2 separate regions of the Sus scrofa genome follow, and region 1 is linked to region 2. Evidence: chromatin contacts called from public HiChIP or PLAC-seq data. All regions are on one chromosome and are shown on one strand. Each heading gives the region's core, a stretch centred on a gene start, on an enhancer-like site or on the middle of the called end of the contact. The rest is flanking DNA. Distances are from core to core; before and after follow the strand shown. Region 1 overlaps MFAP3 (microfibril-associated glycoprotein 3). Region 2 overlaps CNOT8 (CCR4-NOT transcription complex subunit 8).

The links. HiChIP or PLAC-seq counts read pairs in DNA pulled down with a chosen protein or histone mark.
Region 1: an H3K27ac HiChIP or PLAC-seq map of alveolar macrophages shows a contact between it and region 2. The contact joins two enhancer-like sites. A contact is called at or near these places in 1 of 47 Hi-C or Micro-C datasets (embryonic fibroblasts) and 1 of 2 datasets of contacts at active chromatin or transcription factors (alveolar macrophages).

Annotation. Positions count from the first base shown.
Region 1 is chr16:69,109,376-69,115,507 of Sscrofa11.1, forward strand. All of the region lies in intron 1 of MFAP3 (microfibril-associated glycoprotein 3), which reads right to left. Among named protein-coding and RNA genes, the nearest start is that of FAM114A2, 9.1 kb to the right of the region's middle. Within about 2 kb of position 4,721, at least 10 of the 83 cell types and tissues checked have an H3K27ac peak or open chromatin away from gene starts, as enhancers often do. A contact at or near this core is called in alveolar macrophages, where this site is marked.
Region 2 is chr16:68,336,821-68,343,002 of Sscrofa11.1, forward strand. It overlaps CNOT8 (CCR4-NOT transcription complex subunit 8), which reads right to left. Exons shown (of 7, transcript XM_013984900.2): 2 at 5,146-5,327; 3 at 3,071-3,264. The coding sequence starts at 5,262. Among named protein-coding and RNA genes, the nearest start is that of CNOT8, 12 kb to the right of the region's middle. Within about 2 kb of position 2,596, at least 1 of the 83 cell types and tissues checked has an H3K27ac peak or open chromatin away from gene starts, as enhancers often do. A contact at or near this core is called in alveolar macrophages, where this site is marked.

The DNA.
Region 1 (6,132 bases), core at 3,471-5,970, 770 kb after region 2:
TTTAGCTTAATGATCTTTTATTCCAACTTGCACCATTACCATCTGCTGTTATATCAATAATGTAAATCAACTGGTACATCATAATCATAACCATGGAGCTCAAAATTCAAGTATACAGACATACTAGATATAAATAATGCAGGGCCACTTGAAGCAGTTTTTTTTAATATTAAAAAGAAAATTGTACTACTACATATACATAAATAGTTATTGACTTCCAAGGCCAGAGAACCTCCCTCTTGGGCAAGAATGTTAGGCAAAATAATTTTAATAGTTTTCCTTCACTGTCAATAAACAAAATACAGCATATTTACGTTTGTAAGAATACCGAATTTCTGGAGTTCCCACTGTGGTGCAGTGGTTAAGGATCCAAGCCAGTGGCTTGGGTCGCCGTGGAGGTGTGGGTTTGACCCCTGGCCTGATGCAGTGGGTTAAGCATCTGGTGTTGCTGAGGCTGTGGTGCAGGTCAAAGCTATGGTTCCAATTCTATCCCTGGCCCAAGAATTTCCATATGCTGTGGGTGTGGCCAAAAAAAAAAAAGAAAGCAAGCAAGCAAGCAAAGTCTACAAAATTAGCTATGGCAGGAAGTGACATCTTAAACGTCCAGTTGGTAGAAATGCAAATAAACTTACAGGGAAAGACTGCCAGACAAATTTAAGAGTAAAATACCATGAATAAAAAGCAAAATGATATCCTAGGCTAGGAATCTATGTGATTGTGATCATCTTCCTAGCAATTTGATTTCTCTTTCAAAATACTGAGTCTTAAAGAAAAACTTCATCTTCTATTTCTATAAAATATGGGATGAAACATGTAGCTTTACTTCTTAGGAGGACCCAGAACAGTTAGTTTTGGAAATGACATTTATTCACATGAAGCCTGCCTGCTCATATAACATAAAAAGCAATGGAGCATTGTATTTTGCTATTAAACTGCTTAAAGCCTAAATTACAATAAGTTGTAAATGTCACTTAATTTTCATCAGCCCTTGAAAGGAGAGTTGAATGAAGACAATTCATTTTCTTTTTCAAATTTAAGGATGGACTATTTAGAGTAAGACAAAGAACTCCACACTTTGCTATACATGATAGACGTAACACACATGCTTATGTCCATTTCTCCCTAAAAGGTCACAAAATGGCACTAAAGGAAACAAAGCACTTGGGCACTGGAGGGATTTCAGAAGTGATCTGATCTAACCTCTTCACTTCACATGACCTGCTTTTTAAGATTATACTGTAAGTTAGCAGGAGAATCCTGGGCTCTGTTAGGAGGGAGTAGAGGGTGGAAACAAAGGAAAGAACATTTATTAAAAAACTGAAATAAGCCAGGCACTGTGCTAGGCTTGATATGTGTAAGCTCCCAAATTCTTTTTCACTACAACTGGCAAATGTGACTTTTGTCCTTTAATCTAGCCTAGTGGGTCTCAATGGTGACAGGAAATGAGTATGCTGAAAAAGTGTTCCGGGTTTTCTCCAGGACTTTGATAAGGAGGCCCTGTGCCTTCATCAAAGGCAGCATTTCCCAAATTTCATTCATTTTTTTCTACTTTCATGATTTTTTTTTGTGATATCCTGAACCAAAGTACTTTTTTTTGACGCTTTTCTTTAAACAACTCATTATTTTACTTACATAATTTTAAAAGGAAAGTCTGTATCACATCTGTGGATAAAAGTAACTTTACACATAAGCATAATGAAAACAGGGTATTAACTTACAGAATACTGCCATCTGCTGAAGGCTCTTAGCCCTAGGCCTGCTCTCTTTGCAAAGGAAACAAAACAAAACAAACCCCTCACCATTCCACTTTATTCTCCTCATTTCTTATCCAGCCCATTCCTTCCACCCCTTCCCATACTGAATTTAGAACCACTATTTTAGTATTATTATTATTTTTTTTACTTTTTATTAATTTGGGTTTGTTTTTTTGTCTTTTTAGGGCTGTACCTGTGGCATATGGAGGTTCCCAGGCTAGGGGTGAATGAGAGCTGTAGCAGCTAGCCTATGCCATAGCCACAGCAATGTCAGATCCGAGCCATGTCGGAGACCTATACCACAGCTCACTGCAATGCTGGATCCTCAACCCACTGAGAGAGGCCAGGGATCGAACCCACGTCCTCATGGATACTAGTCAGATTCGTTTCCACTGAGCCACGATGGGAATGCCACTAGAACCACTGTTGTAGACTAAAGGTATACATTTTCATCTATTCAAGAGTATCTACTGTGTGCCAACCTACTGTACTACAGACACTGTCTCTGCTTCATGGAGCTCAGTCTGGCAGAGGGCACAGACACTAACTAATACACACGAAATACACTAAGTGCTATCCAAGAGAAGTACAGGATGCTACAGGAGCACCCAACATGGACAGTTAACCAGGTCACAGAAAGCTTCCCCAGGAAGATAAGGTGTGTGAAAGGACCTGAGGGACACCAGGAATGGAGGGTGGGAGACAGATCTAGGTAAAGGGCAGGAAGCAGGGAAAAAGCAGAGGGGTCACTTCTTAGATGTTCAGGAAAAAGAGCTCTAAGTTGTGGTAATGAGAGGTGGTGGCCAGGGAGTGCTGGGTCTGACTCCTGATTCATAAGGGGCGTAGTTTGGACCAACAGCAAAACTGGAGGTGGACTTTTGGAATTGAAGTGGGAGGCTGAAGCGAGCGAAGGAAATATTTGTCCAAGGTGAAGGGGTCAAAGAACTGAGAGGCGCAAGGTGAGGGAGATCACCTGTGCGGTGGTGATGCCCCCAACAGGAACAAGGCAGCTAAGGCAGAGGACGCTAGAAAGAGGAGAGACGGACTCACTCTCCCTGCTGTGGGATGCAGGAGCTTCAGGGCAATGAACAGGCTCTGTGTGAGAGGGCAATAGTGCCCTGGCAGTGTTGTTACGGGGATCCCTTCTCTGTGCAGCTTTCCCGAGCCTCCTCTCAAGGCCTGGCTCTCCCTCCGACATGGATTTAGAGAACACCTGGAGGCAGGATGGCTCTTCCTTGACCCCTGTAGCCCTAGCCATTACACTGCTCACCTGGAGCTGGTATATGCTGCTCTGTACTACCAGGCAGTCTACCCCACCTCACCTACATGCCCCTTAAGCACAGGGACTGTATTTTTTATTGCTATAGTTCATAACTAACGCATGTTCAATAAACACTTCCTGATGGAGAATAAACCTGACAAAGCATGTGATGGATCTTTGCAACTTGAAGAATGTTAAACAACAGGGATAGAATTATTATACACCCGCAAGCATTTATTGGCACTTACATTCTCTGAGAAAAAAGAGACAATACTTGTCATCTCGAAAGATCGTAAAGGCACAACGCCTAAATGCATTCTGTGAACCAACCACTAACCCCCAAAGTCTTCATTTACCATCTTGTCCTAGAAGATAACCTTGGGAATAAAGGGTTACCAAGTCCAGGGTTTCCAGACCAGGATGAATAACACCATCATCTAGAGAACTTGTTTTTAATTTTTTTTTTTGTCTTTTTGCTATTTCTTGGGCCACTCCCGCAGCATGTGGAGGTTCCCAGGCTAGGGGTCTAATCGGAGCTGTAGCCACCGGCCTACGCCAGAGCCAGAGCCACAGCAACTCGGGATCCGAGCCGCGTCTGCAACCTACACCACAGCTCACGGCAACGCCGGATCGTTAACCCATTGAGCAAGGGCAGGGACCAAACCCGCAATCTCATGGTTCCTAGTCGGATTTGTTAACCGCTGCGCCACGACGGGAACTCCTGTTTTTAATTTTTAAATTAGCTCCCTGGGTGATTCTGAGGCAGAGAGGCCATGGACTAGCATCCAAGAGACTAACATACTTCCTCATTCCTTCTACAACAGCCCTGACTCATGGTGTTCCAGACTGTCTGAACACTTGCAATACTAGAGAACTATCACTCACATTCCATTCTGGATTAAGCTAGAACATTGTAATTGCAGGCCTCTGAGAAAGGCAGGGAAGCAGAGAAAATCAGAGTACAGATTCTGGAACTAGGTTCCCTAGGCTCAAATCCTGGCTCTGACTCTAACCAGCAACTTTTGTTAACGGCAATCTTTCTAAGCCTCAGTCCCCTCATCTTTGAAACAGGGAAAATAATAGTATCTATTCTCAGAGGACTACTGAAAGGTGTGAATGAGACAGCGTATATAAAAGAGAGTCTAGCAAGAGTAATTACTAAATAAGCTCTAGTTATTATTATTGTTGATGGTCCTTTCAGGTCCTAAAATCTGTACTTCACAGCAAAAGGTGAAATTTTAAAATTTAAGATAAAACAGTTTACTTATTTAAGATAAATAAAACACTTTTACTTGGAATACCATGGAACCATTTAAAAATATTGGAAGGGAATTTCCAAAAAAGGGGAAACACCATTATGCAATTTCAGTCTTTAATTTTTAGATTTCACACTTCTCTTTTTCTCATTGCAAATAAATATTTTGTTATATGGTCAAACAGCCATGATAAACTGACCTTGGTGCCCATCCACGATATTACATTGTTTTTATGCGTCCTGAGTTTGTGGTAGAAAATCTTTGTTGTGATCTACCTGGCATCGTGGTTCCTTTTTTGAACCCTGCCTTCTTGGGCCCAGGAGGAAGTTAACCCATTGGCTGACTAAGAAGAATCTCGTTCTTGAAATCTGGATTGAGACACTATGGGTTAGGGCCATTTGAGGAAGAGGAGGCATACAAGGGGCTGAGGCAATCGGGTTAGAAAAATGACGACAGGGATGGAGAAGGGAAAGAGAGCATGGTGAGAGAGAAGATAGGAGATGAAGTAGGGGCAAGAGTGGTGCTAGGGGGAGAGTTTCAGAGTGGAAAAGAAAGAGACTCACACATGCTACTCTAGCTTCTGCCAGAATTCTACTTCCTGGCTGCAATGTGACTTTTTTTTTTTTTTTTTAAGTAAATAAACATCTTCATTTACCTTTCTTAAAAATTAAAAGCACAAAAATAAAAGACTGTGTAGGAGTTCCCATTGTGGCTCAGGAGGTTAGGAACCTGACTAGTATCCATGAGTATGTGAGTTTGACCCCTGGCCTTGCTCATTGGGTTAAGGAGAGCTGTGGTGTAGGTCGCAGATGTGGCTTAGATCCGGCGTTGCTATGGCTGTGGTGTAGGCCAGCAGCTGTAGCTCCAATTCAACCCTTGAACTTCTATATGCCACAGATGGGAACGAAAAAAAAAAAAAAAAAAAAAAAGACTAAATGTCCAAATAATGGACATGGAACAATGGTGATGTGGGAGAAAAAAGATTAAGTTCAGCAAAAGTGACTGAACTGTGGCTGTAGCTACCAGGCAACCCTCATTGTGCACCTCCAACTCCTCCCTTACTCTTACACTGGGGCACAGCACATAAACTGCCAGCGAGGTCAAGATCTGTGGTTCTCGTCCTGTAAGACAACCATCTGCCTCTACTAGAAGTTAAGAGAAATCTACCAGACAGGGGTTAGAAAAACACTACAAACACCCTAAAACTGCTCTTAGGTCAGAGGTGGCAGGAGTAGCCTGGTACACTGATTTCATGCCAGGAGAGCAACAGGGCCAATAATATCCTTCTAAGTCCAGTCAATAAGACAGGCTCAGTCTGGCACTTATACCATGGGCAACCTGAACACAAATGACTTCTAGTCTGAGCTACTAAAAGACAACCCACTTGCAGATAAGAGGGTGATGAGCAGTTGTGAGAGAAAGCACTGGCAAAGGTACATGTCCAAAGTGACAGAGGCGGAAAAGAGGAAACAAATCACCCTTGGGGTCCGAACACCTCTGACTTATCTCTTCACACCACATTTCCTTTCACTTAAGTTAGTGTGAACTGGTTTATAACAAAAACTACACTGACCATGACCTTTGTACTCATTCTGAAGTAATGACTATAAAAAAGCTGAGCTAAGCCAGGGACCCATCATGCACATGAAATACCGTCCCAAATCTTCAGAAATTTACAAACTAAAGTGGAAGGTAGAGGCAGAAACAGCTTAACTATATACAAGACGGTGTGAGAAATACTGCAGAGAACTAAAAGTGTGCGCTGAATGCAAAAGAAAAAGGAGGATTTCATGAATTTTAGGAATGCGATTCACTTTTAAGTTTGGGACCTCGCATAATATCATGCCTGTTATTCTCAATG
Region 2 (6,182 bases), core at 1,346-3,845:
GCAAAACAATAGTCTCCCCAAATTTTCCCCTTAAAAATTACATCATCCTCAAAAACTTTAGAAAAGAACTATCAAATGATCCAGCAATCCTACTTCTGGATATATACACAAAAGAAATAAAATCAGTATCTCAAGGTGATATCTGTACATCCATGTTTATAGCAGCACAATTCACAATAGCTAAGAGGTAGAAACAACCCAAATGTCTGGCAATGGGTGAAGAGGTGAACAATATATGGTACATACATCCAAAGGAATATTATTCAGCCCTAAAGAAGGAAAGTCTGCCACATGCTACAACATGAATGACCCTTAAGGACACAATGTTAAGTGAAATAAGCCAGTCACAAAAAGCCAAATACTGTATAATTCCAAAGAGATAAGGAATTGTAAGGAATTAAAGAAGTCAAAGTCATAGAAACAGAGTAGAATGGTGTTTACCCAGAGCCAGGGGAGGGGGGAGAGGAAAAAGGGGAGTTGTTTACTGGGTACAGAGTTTCAAGATGAAAGAGTTCTGGAGGTGTGCTTCACAAAATTGCAAATATACTTAACGTTACTCAACTACACACTTAAAAATGGTTAAGATGGGAGTTCCCTGGTGGCTCACACTATCACTGCTGAGGGCTGGGTCTCTGCTGTGGCACGGCTTAGATTCCCCGCCCAGGAACTTCCGCATGCTGTGGGCTCGGCCAAAATAAATAAATAAGGAATGAATGAATAAATAAAGGTTAAGATGCTAAGTTTTATGTTCTCTGGTTTTTACCAGAAATTTATTAAAAAGTTCTCAAAGGAGTTCCTGTCATGGCTCAGCGGTTAACAAATCCGATTAGGAACCATGAGGTTGCAGGTTTGATCCCTTGCCTTGCTCAGTGGGTTAAGGATATGGTGTTGCTGTGGGCTGTGGTGTATGTCACAGACATGGCTGGGATCCCACACTGCTGTGGCTCTGGTGTAGGCCGGTGGCTACACCTCTGATTAGACCTCTAACCTGGGAAACTCCATATGCTGCGGGTGCGTCCCTAGAAAGACAAAAAAAAAAAAGTTCTCAAAATTCAGAGTTCCCATTGTGGAGCAGTGGAAACGAATCTGACTAGGAACCATGAGGTTGTGGGTTTGATCCCTGGTCTCGCTCAGTGGACTGGGGATCCGGCGTTGCCATGACCTGTGGTGTAGGTTGCAGATGCAGCTCGGATCTGGCGTTGCTGTGGCTCTGGCTAGGCTGGCAGCTACAGCTCCAATTAGACCCTTAGCCTAGGAACCTCCATATGCCATGGGTGCAGCCTTAAAAAGAACAACAGCAAAAAAAGAAATCCTCAAAATTTGTCCCATATCAGATAGGCTTCAGTTTCAATTTACCTTGATTAGCACCCACTCCAAACCTTACTTCTATTCTGAAAGAGAGTAATAACCCTGTTTGACAAATAAGAAAACTGACTTACAGAGAATAAAATAACAACCCAAATTAACCCAGCTAAGAACAGCAATTCGAACACTGATGTCCTAATTGAGGAAATGATTTCCCCCTCTCATTTTTTTGCTTTTTTTTTTTTTTTTTTTAAGGGCCTCGCCTGCAGCATATGGAAGTTCCCAGGCTAGGGATTGAATTGGAGCTGCAGCTGCCGGCCTACACCACAGCCACAGCAATGCAGGATCCAAGCCTCATCTGTGACCTACACCACAGCTCATGGCAATGCCAGATCTTTTACCAACTGAGCAAGGCCAGAAATCAACCCATGTCCTCATGGACACTTCAGGTTCGTTTCCCCTGAGCCACAATGGGAACTCCTCCCCTTTTAATTTTAAACAGCTTGATTGAGATATAATTCACATACTAAACAATTCACTCTTTTAAAGTAAAAAATTCAGAGTTCCCACTGGCGCAATGCTCAATGCAATCCAACTGCAGCAGGCTGGATCGACGCAGAGTCACGGGTTCAATGCCTGGCCTGGCGCGGTGGGTTAAAGGATGAGGAGTTGCCAGCTACGGCACAGGTCACAGCTGCAGCTCCGATTCAATCCCTGGCCCAGGAACTTCCATATTTTACAGGTGCAGCCATTAAAAAGGGGGGGGGGACATAATTCCATAGCACAGTTTCAGTGTACTCAAAGAGCTATCCGACCACCACCAATTATAAACCATTTCATCACCTCAAAAACAAACCCCATGCCCATCAAGCAATCACACTCCATTACCCCATAACCTCCCTACCGCCCACTCTGGCTACTACTTTATTTTCAGCCTCTAGACTTGCCTATTTGGGATATTTCATATAAAGAGAATCACACAATATATAATCTTTTGAGTCTGACTTCTTTCCCTCAGCCTGTTTTCAAAGTTCATCCACGTATAGCATGTGTCAGTACTTCATTCCCTTTTACTGGCCAGGAACCTTCCATGGCACAGGTGCATGTTTATCCACTCCTCGGTTCACACACTTGGACGGTTCCCACTTTGGGTTCTTTATGAATAACTGGTGCTACAAACATCCGTGTAAAGTTTTTACATGGCTACGTCTTCATTTCTCTTGGGCATATGCACTTCTAGGAGGAAAATTGCTGGGTCATATGGTAACTCTATTTTTAACCTTCAGAGGAAGTGTTTATTCTCCAAAGGGATTGCACCATTTCATATTCCCTATAGCAACAGAAGAGAAGCCTACTTTCTCCACAGCTTCGCCAACATTTAATATTCTGTCTTTTTGACTACAGCCACCTAGTGGGTATAAAATAGTATCTCATGGTTTTCATTTGCATTTCCCTAATGACTAAAGATGGTAAACATCTTTTCATGTGTATATCAGACATTTCTAAATCTTCTTCGAAGAAATTTCTATTCAGATGTTGTGCCCATTTTTAACTGGGTTGCATTTATATCGTTGCCTTGTAAGAGTTCTTTAAGGACTTTACTTTCTGATATTCCTTACTCCATCTTCTGCTTGACTGCCCTATCCAACCCCTGCTTGGGTTTGGTGAAAACAAAACTTCAAATCAATAAAATCAGTTAGAAATCACAGTCTTCGCAAATGTAGCAGATCTAAGAAGAACACTGAGAAGTGTCTCAGACACTTACGTAAGGTTGAATTTGAAGTTAAACTGCCAAGTGTTGATTCCAGAAGGATATTCTCCCTTCTCATTCGTGAATGTAAGGCCCAGCTGGATAATTTTTAAAAGGTCAACATTGCACCGTAAAAGCTGATACTGGTAATCTATGGAACTACGAAATTCACCAATTGGTCGCACCACAACACCTGGAAATTCTGTGTCCTAGAAAAGGAAAAAGTCATCATAAGGTATCACAACTGGATGTTGAACTGATCATTCATAATCGAAAATTGTACCTTAATTTATGAACGTTCCTGACAGGTGCTAAGCTCAGGCACAAAAATTCACCTTAAAATACTGATTTCATTGAGAGCTACAGAAGGAGCACCAGAATCATGAAGCTTTGCACCACTGGAGGTTCTAAAAAGAATGTGCACAGAAATAGCTGACCAACTCTGGGTCCGTTAAGAACATTCTAGGTTCCTACACAGGTGACTAGAAACCATCTAGGGTGAGAACAATATATGAATAAAAATACAATAGAGGGAAGTGAAACAGCCATTCAGAAAATAAATAAATAAATAGCATGTAAAAAAGCCTGTTACAAGATCAGAGAGAGTACTAAACACTAGGCTAGAGTTAATTCTTCTTTCCCACAGCAGGAATCGCAAACGCCAGGCAACTAACATTAAGGAGTAAAGTGCATGGGGTATGAGAATGATTATGATTACTCAAGAGTACATGCCTCCCCTAAAAGGGCCCTGACAGCTTCCTCCAAACTCTCCAAATGTCAGGCCGGAATGTAGACCCTTTAAAGCCAGATCATCTCATTTTTTCCAGAGATGACAGAAATCCAGGATTTAAGTATGTCTCTTAATTTTTATTTATTTATTTATTTATTTTTGCTTTCCAGGGCCACATCCACAGCATATGGAGATTCCCAGGCTAGGGGTCCAATTGGAGCTGTAGCTGCCAGTCTTCGCCAGTCACAGCAACGCCAGATCAGAGCCACGTCTGCGACCTATACCAGAGCGCATGGCAAGCCAGATCCTTAATTCACTGAGCCAGGCCAGGGATCAAACCCAAAACCTCATGATTCCTAATTGGATTCATTTCCACTGTGCCACAACAGGAACTCCATATGTCTCTTGATTTTTAAATGGTGGCAACCACTTTTTAAAAACTGCTTTAAACACTGCTGTCAGTCAAATTCACCTTATCTGTGGGACAGATGGGGCTTATGGGCTGAGACAACTTCCGCTTTGAAGACTTTCATGCCCTGGAGTTTCTGTGTCTCAGTGAGCTAAGGACCCAGAGTTGTCACTGCTATGCTGATGGCTCAGGTCGCTACTATGGCATGGGTTCAATCCCTGGCCCGGTGACTCCCACATGCCACAGGCATGCCCCCCGTCCCCCCCAAAAGAATTCCATGCCCTCATCTTTTCTTCCCCCCCGCCCCATGGCTACACCCTCAGCAGATGGAAGTTCCCAAACCAGAGATTGAATCTGAGCTGAAGCTGTGACAACACTGGATCCTTTAATCCACTGTGCCAGGCAGGGAACTGAACCCACGCCTCCACAGTGACCCAAGCCACTGCAATTGTAACTGTTTTTGTTGGGTTTTTTTCTTCTTTAGGGCCACGTACATAAGTTCCAAGTCTACAGGTCAAATCAGAGCTGCAGCTGCTGACCTGTGCATGGGATCTGAGCCAAACTAGTGACCTAAGTCACAGCTTGAGGCAACAGCCGGATACTTAACCCTCTGAGCAAGACTAGGGATTGAACACACATCCCCATGGTTACTAGTCAGATTCTTAACCCAATGAGACACAATGGGAATTCCTGAAGTCAGATTCTTAACCCACTGCACCATGGCGGTAACTCCTAAAGACTTTCAAATGAAGAGAACATCATAAATAATCTTAAGATATTAGAGGTTCTCTTCTCAGACACAGTGGCTACCCTGATGTTTCATAAAAACAACATAACTTTCCATCACATTTAATTTACCATGACTTTACTGTAATCGTTTCTTTCAAAATCTCATATGAAATATTCCCTAAGTCCATACCAGAAGGTGAGTCAAAAAGCAGAGCTCTTTACCATGGCAATATAACTGTAACTAAGCACAATTTCTCGGATCTTCCTCATCTCTTCTTCTAGATTGCTGGCCCAGACTTCACAGATGACCTGGCTGTTCTCCACAAGTGCAGCAGGCATCCTGAAGAATCTTGAAGCTGCTTTCAGCTGACTATGTTAGAGGGCAAGTCAATGGTTGATCTGATCTACATTCAAAAACAGATTTTGACATCATTTTAATTTATACAATGGCATAAGGTGTTAACAAAACAAAGACATTGAAATAGTATTTCACCATCACTTAATCAGCTTAAGCTAAAACATTAAGACTATTATATTTATTCTCTACTTTATATGATACCAGAACTTGCCTTGGTCAAGAAAGACACACACACACACACACACACACACATTCTTTCTCCCTCCCTCATTTCTTTAGCTTGAAGAAACGGGAAAAAAAATAAATTAATTAAAAAAAAAAAAAAAAAAGAAACATGAAGAAACTTTTGGCCAAACTGCCCTTTAGCACAGAACTAAAATCATTACCCTAAACTGGTTTTTGAGGCCTCTCCAGACTACCTAAAGACTAAAATAGCCCTCTATGATCACAAATATGCCCTCATCCATCACTTTCATATCACTCTGCAGAGAAATCAAATCATGGAAACATTTCTAAAGGAATGGCTTTAGGAAGTTCCCATATGGCACAGCAGGTTAAGGACCCAGCATTGCCTCAACTGCAGCATACATCCCATCCCTGGCCCAGGAACTTCCACACGCCCAGGGGGCACTAAAAAAAATAAATAAATAAATTTTAATTTTAAAAGTAAAATAAAGGGGAGTTCCCTTCATAGCACAGCAGAAATGAATCCGACTAGGAACCATGAGGTGGCAGGTTCGATCCCCAGCCTCGCTCAGTGGGTTAAGGATCCGGCGTTGCTGTGAGCTATAGCGTAGGTTGCAGATGCGGCTCGGATCTGGGGTTGCTGTGGCTGTGGCCTAGGCTGGCAGCTGTAGCTCCAATTAGATCCCTAGCCTGGGAACCTCCATGTGCCACAGGT